Linked DNA regions of Oryctolagus cuniculus: region 1 is linked to region 2. Evidence: chromatin contacts called from public Micro-C data. All regions are on one chromosome and are shown on one strand. Each heading gives the region's core, a stretch centred on a gene start, on an enhancer-like site or on the middle of the called end of the contact. The rest is flanking DNA. Distances are from core to core; before and after follow the strand shown. Region 1 holds the start of OLFML1 (olfactomedin like 1). Region 2 overlaps PPFIBP2 (PPFIA binding protein 2).

What was found. Hi-C and Micro-C count contacts between places; a contact is called where the count stands out from the background.
Region 1: a contact with region 2 is called in a Micro-C map of ear pinna, with 2.2 times the contacts expected there. The contact joins the promoter of OLFML1 here to the enhancer-like site in region 2. A contact is called at or near these places in 3 of 6 Hi-C or Micro-C datasets (ear pinna, psoas muscle and an unstated tissue).

The regions. Positions count from the first base shown.
Region 1 is chr1:58,984,152-58,989,782 of mOryCun1.1, reverse strand. OLFML1 (olfactomedin like 1) reads left to right here and starts at 2,026. Exons shown (of 3, transcript XM_051823924.2): 1 at 2,026-2,635. The coding sequence starts at 2,510.
Region 2 is chr1:58,866,808-58,872,636 of mOryCun1.1, reverse strand. The region is part of intron 2 of PPFIBP2 (PPFIA binding protein 2); the gene reads left to right. LOC127484219 (a long non-coding RNA gene) reads right to left here. Exons shown (of 3, transcript XR_007911045.2): 1 at 1-5,829. Among named protein-coding and RNA genes, the nearest start is that of PPFIBP2, 86 kb to the left of the region's middle. Within about 2 kb of position 1,421, at least 1 of the 8 cell types and tissues checked has an H3K27ac peak or open chromatin away from gene starts, as enhancers often do. A contact at or near this core is called in ear pinna, where this site is marked.

The sequences.
Region 1 (5,631 bases), core at 777-3,276, 120 kb before region 2:
ATCAGAGCAAAGTAAATGACTTCATCCCAACTGCAGCCTACTGTGCACCAAGCCATCTCTTTCATCCTTACCAGCACAGCGCCCTCCCAGTAGATAAAGACCATAACTCATGGCGGCTGTGCATCCGTGGAAGCTGTGACTATCTCCAAAATGAGTCTGGTTTTTGTCTTTTTTTTTAAGATTTATTTATTTACTTGAAAATCAGAGTTACACAGAGAGGGAGGAGAGGCAGAGAGAGAGAGAGAGGTCTTCCATCCGCTGGTTCACTCCCCAGATGGCCGCAACAGCCAGACCTGTGCAGATCTGAAGCCAGGAGCCAGGAACTTCTTCCAAGTCTCCCATGTGGGTTCAGGGGCCCAAAGACTTGGGCCGTCTTCTACTGCTTTCCCAGGCCATAGCAGAGAGCTGGATCGGAAATGGAGCAGCCAGGACTTGAACTGGCGCCCATATGGAATGTTGGCACTGCAGGCGGCGGCTTTACCCACTACAACACAGCGCCAGCCCCTGGTTTTTGTATTTTTGAAAACTGGTTATAAGAACATGAGGATTTCCACTCTGGCTCTACCCCATAGCTCATTGATTCTAATGGGTTAGGAGTATCAGCTGTGGGATTTGCCGCCTTTACTTGGGATGGCAAAGAATAAAACTCACCAACGAAGACCAGGTGTGGTCAATCAAAGAAAACCTGCCAGACTTTACCTATAAACCTGATGAATGCAGAGCAGGTGCTGTGGGGGTTGGCGATCACTGGTGACCAGAGACAAGGTACCTGTCAGGGCTGGAGAAACTTCCAAGCCCATCCCACAGATGCAGCCGTTGTCCCGGAAGCAGCCCTGCACTGTGACTGAAGCTTCTCGCTGTGTTCTTTCCCTCCCCACCCACACACAGGTAATTCTTTAACTTCATTAATGTAGAATGCATGTGTTATTTAAAAGCCAGAGTTGTGGGAGGTGGGGGGAGAAAGAGAGGTCTTCCATCCACTGGTTCACTCCCCAAATGGCTGCAATGGCCAGATCTGGGCCAATTTGAGCCAGGAGCCTGGAGCTTCTTCTGAGTCTCTCACAGGGGTACAGGGGCCCAAACACTTGGGCCATCTTCCGCTGCTTTCCCAGGCCACAGCAAAGAGCCAGATTGGAAGTAGAACAGGCAAGACTGGAACCTGCACCCATATGGGATGCTGGCACTGCAGGAGGCAGGTTTACCTGCTGTGCCACAGCGCCAGCCCCCAAATGCTTAGACCATATGAAAGAGAGGTGGAGAGAAACATCCACATTCAGAGGGGACAAGTGGGAAATTCTCAGTCTTTAGCACCTCTTTCAGAGACTGAATGCAAACCTGGCTCTTCTGAGTTCTGGTCAGAGCCTTCTCCATAGTCCATAGATGTCCCACAGTTCCCCATTTTGGTAGGTAATTGAGAAAGAACCATGGGGAAACCATTTCTCTGCTGTGCCTTTAAGAGCTGGGAACACTCAGGAAGGGAGAGGTCCGGAGAAGCAGAGAACTGGACAGCAAAGGCAAAAATGGAAGATTCTACCTCTTTGTCCTAGAGATATGATTTATCTCAATTGGCTTAGGGCCTTCCGTAGGGGTTGGACACATTTCTGGCCTGCAATTCTAAGAAAGGAATTCTGACCTTAGTGATTGAGAAAACTCTAGCACTTCCTTACAAAGGACTTTCATTTCCTGATAGCTTTGCTCTGGAAGCATTACTGTCTGAATAATTGTTGTTATTTCTTTTAAGAAAATTCTGAGCTCAACCCTGAGATTTTCAGCTGTCCACCTGGACAGTCAGGCTTGTAGCCCATTGTACCTTTCTGCCCAAGGAGCCATGCTGCCCCATGCAATAGCTTTTCAGAGATAGGGAAAGATCGGTATTCAATTCTTTGCTGTGCCTTTAAGAGCTGCAGGAATACAAAGGAAATCAGGAAGAGAGGTGGGGTCTCCCTCCCAGTGGAACTTCTGGGAAAAGTATCCTGGGAATTTTTGCCAAAAGTTACAAGAGATTCCAACTCCAAGAAGGAGGGGGTGGTTTGTCTTGGATCAGGCCTGTGATTGGACTGCAGAATCTACTAGGGAGGCTGGAAGCAGAAGTAAAAAGGCAGTAGCTGGGGGAGGGGAATAGGGGCTGGACGACCTCCCCACCTCCACCCCAATGTACACATCCACAGCCTCAGGGCTGAAAGCAGCCCACAGTCACTAGCCTGGGGAGGGTCCCTGCGTGTGTCAAGGGTGAGGGAAATAGATACTGGACCCAGGGAGCTCTCTGCACCAAGTTGGCCTGCAAGGCCTCCAGGGACCAATTTACCAACAGCTGGACTTGATCACCAGCTTGCAAACTGAGATCATGCATGGGGTGGAACAACAAGTGACCGTTGCTCTGCGGCTGTGCAAGAAGTTGTTTTCTGAGGATTTGCCACAGCAGCGGCTACAAAGCTGGAACCACCACCTGGACCCCGAGTCGTCTTCTAGAACCACAACGTAAGGGGTTTCACGCCCGGAAGTCTGTAGGATGATGGTCCTTCAGCGAGTTTCTGCCCTTCTGCTTCTGTTCCTTGCAGCATTTCTGCCTCCACCACAGTGTGCGCAGGACCCTGCCATGGTACATTACATCTACCAGCGCTTTCGAGTCTTGGAGGTAGGTGGCATCTGTGCACGCCTCCCAGAAGCCACTTTGTTTTACCCACACTTCCCTAGCTACTGGGATGCATGTTTCCCGGATAGGAAATGACAACCACGTTGCTAAGATTACGGCTTACAAATGTTCCTGGTCGAGCAGTTGAAGGCACCGGCTCCACAGTCCTGCCTCTTCCACTCCCAGACCTTGAGCTTAGCTTCACTCTAGACTCTCATCTGGCAGTTTTCTTCATCTGTAAAATAGGGATAAAAATGGAATTTGCCTTCTAAGGCTATCCTGAAGATTTAATAAATTAATGCATACTTAGAATTTTTGGGATGGTGGTAAATATCCAAAATGTTGGACATCCGAAATTCAATAGTTCGTTGAGTTAAATGTAAAAACTAAAAATTTGGGTCATTTTTTCTTCATGTTTACTGTATCAAGATAAGAATGAATTTTATCGTTATCTGTTTATGAAAAATCATAAGGTCACTGTAAACAGTCCCAATATCCATGTAACAGGAAGCAAAGTCTTTGCTGCTCTTGCCAATCTGGAGTTGGACTTAGAAATAAGCAGATTCCAGCAATGCTAATAGAGAGAAAGCATGTGGGCTGCCACCTCATTAAAACGTGCAAATTCTAAGATTGCAGCGTGGACAGGCTCCCAAGGAAAAATGTCATGCTCCATGCTAGACTTTGCCACACCCCAGCACTGGCATTAACTATTTCATACTTAATGCCTTGCTTTTGTACAAGTTAACTGATAAATTATGTATCTTCTTTTAAAGAAATTCTTATCTCCAATACTTATTTTCTATATTTTTTTAAAAAATCTTTAAGTCCAAATTATCTGGTTATCTAGTTTTAGAGCCAGGGTAAAATAAATCCATAAAATAGGCTGAAAACATTTCCCACCATTCTCCAGCCATACATACTGAGGATGAGATATATGTTCCCAGGCCAGTGGCCTCTTGCTGATGCTTTCCTTTTTTTAAGATTTATTTTTTTATTTATTTGAAAGGCAGAGTTACAGAGAGAGAGAGAGACAGAGACAGAGAGAGGGAGAGATCTGTGCCAGGCCACAGCCAGGAACCTGAAGCTTCTTCTGGGTCTCCCACATGGTGCAGGGACACAGGCACTTGGGCCATCTGCTGCTGCTTTCCCAGGCATATTAGCAGGGAGCTGGATAGGAAGTAGAGCAGCTGGGACTCAAACTGGCATCCATATGGGATACTGGCATCACAGGTGGCACTTTATCTGCTACACAGCGTCTTCCCTTGCTTACTCTCAGATACCTCCTCCCCAGTCTCACCTGCTTAAACCTGCCAGAATTACATACAACACTTAGCACTGACTTGCCCTGAATACAGCCAGCCAAATCCCTAACAATTGTCCTTCAATGCTAGTCTGCAGAACAGGGTGTAAGGTACAGACTAGGGGCAGGCACTGTGTCACAGCAGTTAAGCCACAGTCTGGGATGCCCACATCCCATATTGGAGTGCCTAGGATCAAAACCCAACCCTTCCTGGTTATAACTTCTTGCTCATGTGCACTCTGGGAGGCAGCACATGATGGCTCAAGTACTTGCATCCCTGCAATCCACTGGAGACTCAGGTTGAGTTTGGGGCTCTTGGCTTTGGCCTGGCCCAGCCCTGATTGCCTGATTGTGGCAGGCGTTTAGGGAGTGAATCAGCAAATGGAAAATCTCTCTCTCTCTCTCTCTCTCTCTCTCTCCTTTTGAAATAGCTTTGACTCTGTTACTCTGCATTTCAAATAAATACACATAAAGAAACAGAATAAATAATGGGATATCGGTTCAATAAAATGCTACATCTCATTAAAGTTATAAGCAGGGCTGGCGCCATGGCTCAATAGGCTAATCCTCCGCCTTGCGGCCCTGGCACACCGGGTTCTAGTCCCGGTCGGGGCACCGGATTCTGTCCCGGTTGCCCCTCTTCCACAGCTCTCTGCGGTGGCCCGGGAGTGCAGTGGAGGATGGCTCAAATCCTTGGGCCCTGCAACCGCATGGGAGACCAGGAGGAAGCACCTGGCTCCTGGCTTCGGATCAGCGCGGTGTGCCGGCTGCAGCAGCCATTGGAGGGTGAACCAACAGAAAAGGAAGACCTTTCTCTGTCTCTCTCTCACTGTTCACTTTGCCTGTAAAAAAAAAAAAAAGTTATAAGCAGATAATGAAAATGTAGTGTATATATATATACACACACACATATGAACAGAATACTGTTGGCCTTATAAAAGAAAACATTGTGTCATTTGTAATACCATAGATGAATCTGAAAGACATTATGCTAATTGAGATAAGCCAGGCAAGAAATATAAATACTGCATAATCTCAGTTATATGAGGAATCTAACAAATTAAACTTATAGAAACAGAATACAATGGTGGTCATGGAAGAGGTGCTAAGAAGTGAGGACGTCAGTGAGATTGGCCTAAGGATACAACATTTCACTTAGAATGAATAAGTTCAAGAGATCGGTTGTACATCATGGTGACTAGAGTTCATTACAATGTATTGTATACCTGAAAATTAAGAGGTTTTAAATGTTCTCACCATAATAAGTATGTGGAATAATGCATATGTTAATTAGCTTGATTTAATCATTCTGCAGTCTACATATATATCATTTTGTATAAACTAAGTAGATAAAATTGTTATCCATCAATTAAAAAAGACACTATCATCACAAGAAAAAAGTGGCTTACATATCTATTAATTGGTAATATAGTCACAATAAATCAGCAAGTTAAAATATGTTATAAAACAGTAAAATAATACTTGAAAAATATGTATCACTTACTATATAGAAAAAACTTTTAAAAATTGATAAATTATCAATAGTACCTTTGAATTTAGAATTTTGAGTTTTTACTTTTCCCCTTTTAATTATTATAAAATACTTTTTATAATTATTCATAAAATACTTTTCTATGACTGATAGCTATTTTAATTATTCATAAAATACTTTCTATGGCTGATAGCTATTTTTATTACT
Region 2 (5,829 bases), core at 172-2,671:
AGGGAGCACGCTGAGATCACCAACATTTTGGCCAAGGTTTGCAAAATCTTAAGCTTTTAAAAGAGCCCAATGAGAGAGATACTAGGGAGAAGTATGTGAGAAATGTGCCTCCCACTATTTAGTCTTCCTCTCTCTCATCTAAAAATAAATAAATAAAAAAGAAGAAAAGAAGCAGCTATTAACTAACAGGTCCATTCAGCCACGGTATGCTTGCCAGATTTGGAGCCCTGGTTTCTATGGACAGTAAGAAGCTTGGGAGAGAAATTCTAAGCAAGGAGACTTTAGAATCCTCCAGGATGACTAATAGTAAACAGATATTTGTCTTCTACTTTTATAAATTTAAAAAGAAATTATTTGAGAGGCACAGAGAGAGGGGGAGAGAGAGCACACCCCAATTTGGTTTACTCCTCAAATGTCCACAACAGCCCCAGCCAGACTGGGGGGCTGAAGCCAGGAGTCTGGAATGCAGTCTGGGTGCCACGTGGGGCAGAAACCCAACTGTTTGAGTGATTACTGCCATACCCCAGGGCATAGTAGGAAACTGGAGTCAGGAGTGGAGCCCGGTCTTGAACACAGGTGATCAAAAATGGGAGGAGAGCCTCTTAACTGGCATCTTAACAAGCCAAACCTTTGGGAATTTTAAAGAGAATTAGTAGAAAGCAGAATAAAATATTGGACCTTGTTGTAAGCAGTGTGCTCTGGGTGTTTTTTTTTTTTCTTTTATTTAACCTCACTCTTTACACTACTGCCAGACTTAAATCTTCCTTAAAAAATAAAAAATTTCCCCTTTCATCCTGTAACCCTGATCATGAACCCCTAGGACTCACCCTTAGTCTGAAAGAGAAAACACAGGCTGCTCAGCTTGCTTAGCCTTTGAGAGCCTTTGTAACCCAGGCTCCACTGAACTTTTTCATTTTATCTTTCATACTTACTTGCTCGAGGTCCCGAGCATGCTCCCTCCCATTTGGGGGCTTGTAACCCAGAAGCCCTCCATCCTCCTAATTCCCATCTTAATCTGACCCCTTCAGTCTCGTCTCCTACTTTGCCATGAATCTCTTATTGGCTTCATCCCTCAGGGGGCTCCTCCAGCCCAGGTCTGCAGCATTTCCCATCTGTCTGACTCCCCCACCCCTTCTCACATGATTCCTTAGGGAGAGCAGGTTTCTCTGGACCCACATTTTTCAAGTGAAAACACTGTCTTCTTCATTCACCCTTACAGAGGGAAGTGAGTTCTAGGAGAAGAGATGCCTAGATGAGGTGTGACCTGGTGCACAGGGCCCCTTTGGTCCACAAAGACCCCCAGGCTGTGCCACCAGGATCCTTACTGGACTAGTTGAAGGGCAAGGGCAGGACCAAGGGGGAGGCACCTATATTTCCTATGTTTAGGGAGGCACAGAGCTTGAGGAGAAATATTTGCTCAGGAGAAAACCCAAGCACCAAAAAACACCTTCTGAGGCTTATGAGGGACAGGATAGTGTGTACTGTTACGGGTAAGAACACGCACTGTGGAGTGAGGCCAAATGAGAATCCTGGCTTTTCCACGTTTTCCAGCTACGTGATCTCAGGTAGATTACTTCAAAAGCCTGCATTCCTCTGTCTGTGAAATAGGGAGGATAATAGTGTCTGCCACGTACAGATTTTGTGAGAATTAAGGTAAAGCATGTAAAATGCTGAGTGTAGTATCATGCGGGTAGGAAACATCTGCTATTCAATGCTGTCGGTTGTTTCCAGGAAGAGGGGGAAGGATTGAAAGACCAAGAGGCAGGACAGGTTGGTTCTCTCCTAGCAGTGCATGTTAGCCTTTTCAGTCCCTTCCCATGTTCCAACTCGATGTCCCAAACCCAGCATATAGAAGAGGCAGCTGTAACCTGACCCCCGATGGGTGGGTAGAGGCCCCATTGGCTCTGGACAGCTTGGCTGTGGTTGCTGGATGAAGCCTGGCTCCAGCCCATCCTTCATTTTATTCTCCTAGCAGATAAAGCCTTGGAACCAGGTAATTCCTGCCACATGTACCCCAAGGTCTTGGCTCTCTTGCCTGTTTGGTTCCTGAGTCAAACAGCTCCCACCTGTCCTGCATTGAATTCAGTGGATCCAACCCACACAACCTTGAGAGAGTTTCTAAAAATAGCTCCCAGCAGGGTCTCTGGGGCCCACGCACTGCCCTCTGAGCAGGAGCTCATTTTCCCAGGAAAAGAAACCACAGCACTGTCTGCATCTTCACATTGCTCCCTGGCTTCCACCTCTGTGTATGTGTGTGTGTGTGTGTTTAAGCCAAATTCAAAACCTGATTCATGAAGAAAATGGATTTTCCATGGGTCCACCTTGTAATTGGCTCAGGTTCTGCAGTAGAATGTGGAATGAACTCAGGCTAATAATGTGGGATTTTTTTTCTTTGTCATCTGGTGCTGGTCGCTCAGGTGGGAAGACAAATAGCAGCACAAGCATCCTCACTCCAGATGTCACCTTGCGTTCATATTGAACTGCAGTGGATGCTGGAGAAGTAGGCAGTAGCTTCTGTGAAAGCTCATGGTTAAGAATACAGATCATAGATCCAGACTCCTTGAGTCCATTTCTTAGCTTTGTGTGACCTTGAACAACTTATTTAACCATCCTGAGATTCCGTTTCCTTGACTATCAGCTATGGATAAGTAATCCAATAAATGCAAAATGATTAAAAAGCACTTTGTAATTATGTTATGGGGCTGAGGACATCAGTCATGACTGACAACCCCTGTTACACCAGAGCCGTGCACACAACCTTGATTCTGAGTAGAAAGGTTTTTCAAGACTATACAGAGAGCAACAATGGGAATGGTTACTCAAGAGCTTTCTCTAGCTGTCCAGTTTCCTATGGGCATCTCCTATTTCTAGCCAATACACATCATGTGCCTACCCATCAGATTCCCCAATATAATCTAGAAGCTGTGAGTCTACCATTTCTGAGCCCTAGCACCTGTGAATCCTATCTGCAAGCTCCTTGAAGAGAGGTCCTTGGGCCTCTTTTACTTAGTGGCATTTAATTACATGACATCATGTAAAGGTCATTTGCTGAATAGCTGGTTGAGTACCCAGGGCAACACAGCCTTGGCAGTTGTGTGAGCTGGCAACAGGATCCTTTGCCTCAACCCCACATTCCTCTCTCTCATACTCTAGCACTTTTTCATGGTTTACCATTTGTTTCCAACCTTGTATTCCCTTCTCCATCTATGTGACTACCTATTTCACTGGAGAAAAAAAAATAACCAAATTAAGATGACTCTCCTATCTTCCCTCCCTTCACCCCAAAGTGTAGCTTTATTTACAGTATCATTTTTAAACTTCCTCTGTTCCACCAGCAAAGAGTCCCTTCTGTTAGTGAATATCCCAACATCCTGTTCTCTTGACCTAATTTTGTTCAGTTCCTCCTATCCACTGATTGTTTCTTCTCATGTTTTCTCTTTTTTTTTTTTTTTTTTTTTATCTTTTATTTAATGAATATAAATTTCCAAAGTACGACTCATGGGTTACAATGGCTTTCCCCCCCATACCGTCCCTCCCACCCACAACCCTCCCCTTTCCCACTCCCTCTCCCCTTCCATTCACATCAAGATTCATTTTCGATTATCTTAATATACAGAAGATCAGCTTAGTATACCTTAAGTAAGGATTTCAAGTTTGTTCCCACACAGAAACATAAAGTGAAAAATAATAGATAATTTTTTTTAAATGATGATGAAATCAGATCAGACCTATTGTCATGTTTAATCCCAGTGAGAGTCAAGTTGGGAATTGATAATTTCTTTCTTTTTTTTTTTTTTTTTACAGAAGATCAGTTTAGTGTACATTAAGTAAAGATAACTTTTTTGTGCCTAGTTGCCTCTTGACCTTGGAAATAAAGGCTTCTCCTTGATTTCTTAGGAGAGAAAGAAAAGCAACAACAAATCAAAACTGTCTATGACTTTGTGCTTTCCTCTTTTTTTTTCTTTTTTTCTTTCTTTTTTTTTATTTATTTATTTTTTTGATAGGCAGAGTGGACAGTGAGAGAGAGAGACAGAGAGAGAAAGGTCTTCCCTTGCCGTTGGTTCACCCTCCAATGGCCGCCGCTGCAGCCGGCGCACCGCGCTGATCCGATGGCAGGAGCCAGGATCCAGGTGCTTTTTCCTGGTCTCCCATGGGGTGCAGGGCCCAAGCACCTGGGCCATCCTCCACTGCACTCCCTGGCCATAGCAGAGAGCTGGCCTGGAAGAGGGGCAACCGGGACAGAATCTGGCGCCCCGACCGGGACTAGAACCCGGTGTGCCGGCGCCGCAAGGTGGAGGATTAGCCTAGTGAGCCACGGCGCCGGCTCGTGCTTTCCTCTTCAAGCTGCATCATAACATCTCCCTTTCACCATTAGTGTTCCTGGAAAAGCAGTCTAAAATTCACCATGTGTACTCCTTTCTGCTCACTTCTAAACCCACGGCACTCTGTGCTTGTCCCCACAGTCAGCTTTAAAATTCCTTCTACACTGTTTTTACTGTGTCTACTTCCCAGGCAATCCTTCCCATCAATTTTCCCTTGAATTCATCCCCATTTGGGAATCTTGTCAGGTTGCTGGCATTCTTGTGTCCAAAGGAGTAGCTCCTCACTTTGACCCTGGCCTAGTTCTGTGTTCTCCAGTATTGGGTCTTTCTTGCCTGTTTGATTGTTGACTCCTCACATGGGAGATATAGGCAGTCTAAGAGGCACCAGACAATTAGCTCAAATGCCTCCAGGTGAGCTGCAATAGTCACCGTGCCCACGCCACCCCCAGTTCTAGCACTAGATGCTGCCACTCTGTCTCTGCAAATATCTTCAGTAATAATGAGTCAGTGTGTCTCTTGGAGTTGGCAAGGTGAGAAAACTCTTTAAAGAGTCTCCTCTTTATGCTCCCCTCCTAGCTTTAATATTTCCCATCATAGGATAGCAGCACACATAGCGTCCCTACAGCCTGGTGCTCTAAGCTCCTTATATATTCAACTGCCTGATAAAGAGAGTTTAGCTGTGATGAAACTTAGCCAACGATATAAGTTTGAGAAAAAAAATCTTGGTAAATCAAATGTATTTCTTCAGGTCTAGCTCTTGGAGAAGATAGCTACAAGCCTCACGGCAGCCATTGGTTGCAGAGCTTCTGTCTTCAAGGTATTCTGTTGGTTCTGGCAGACCCGCCTATCTGAAGGGTAGTGATGGTCATGGCTTTTCAGATAGCCTGTCTTTATTGGGCAGAGGATTTCCAAAGGTGCTCTTCTCCCATTCTCCTGGGAGAATTTCTCTGTAGCTTTTAGACTCAAGTCATTCAAGTGGTACTTCCTCTATAAAGTCTCTCCTTTCTTTTAAAGGTAAAATTTAGTTGTCCCTCCCCTGTGCCCCTGCTGGTGGTGTACATACAAATATGTATGATAGACTCATTACATCCTACTTTAAAGGTTGATTTATTTTGCATTTTTGTTCTTCTTCCCTCAAGACTACAGAGCTTTTTGAGAGTCAGGACCAAACCATTGCTTAGTACAGAGAATGGAACTTGGTAGGCAATTGGGAATGTTCAAGTCATTGAATAAATACATGAATAAAGTATGGCAGCATGCATCAAAAAGCTGTTTAATTCACTGCTTATGAACTCCTCTTTGTTCTTCTCTAAAAGTGGACAGATAGATTTTGGGTAATGATAACCCCATCAGCAACACTTACTCCATCTTTATACATAATTGAAACCAAGAATAGGAGGGCAGCATGGGATCTCTCTTATTGGATTCCTACTACTGGTTGCATTTTATTCACGCTGGGTTTAGAAGAAACTTCTTTAACTCTGGACCAAAGAGAGTAGATTGACTT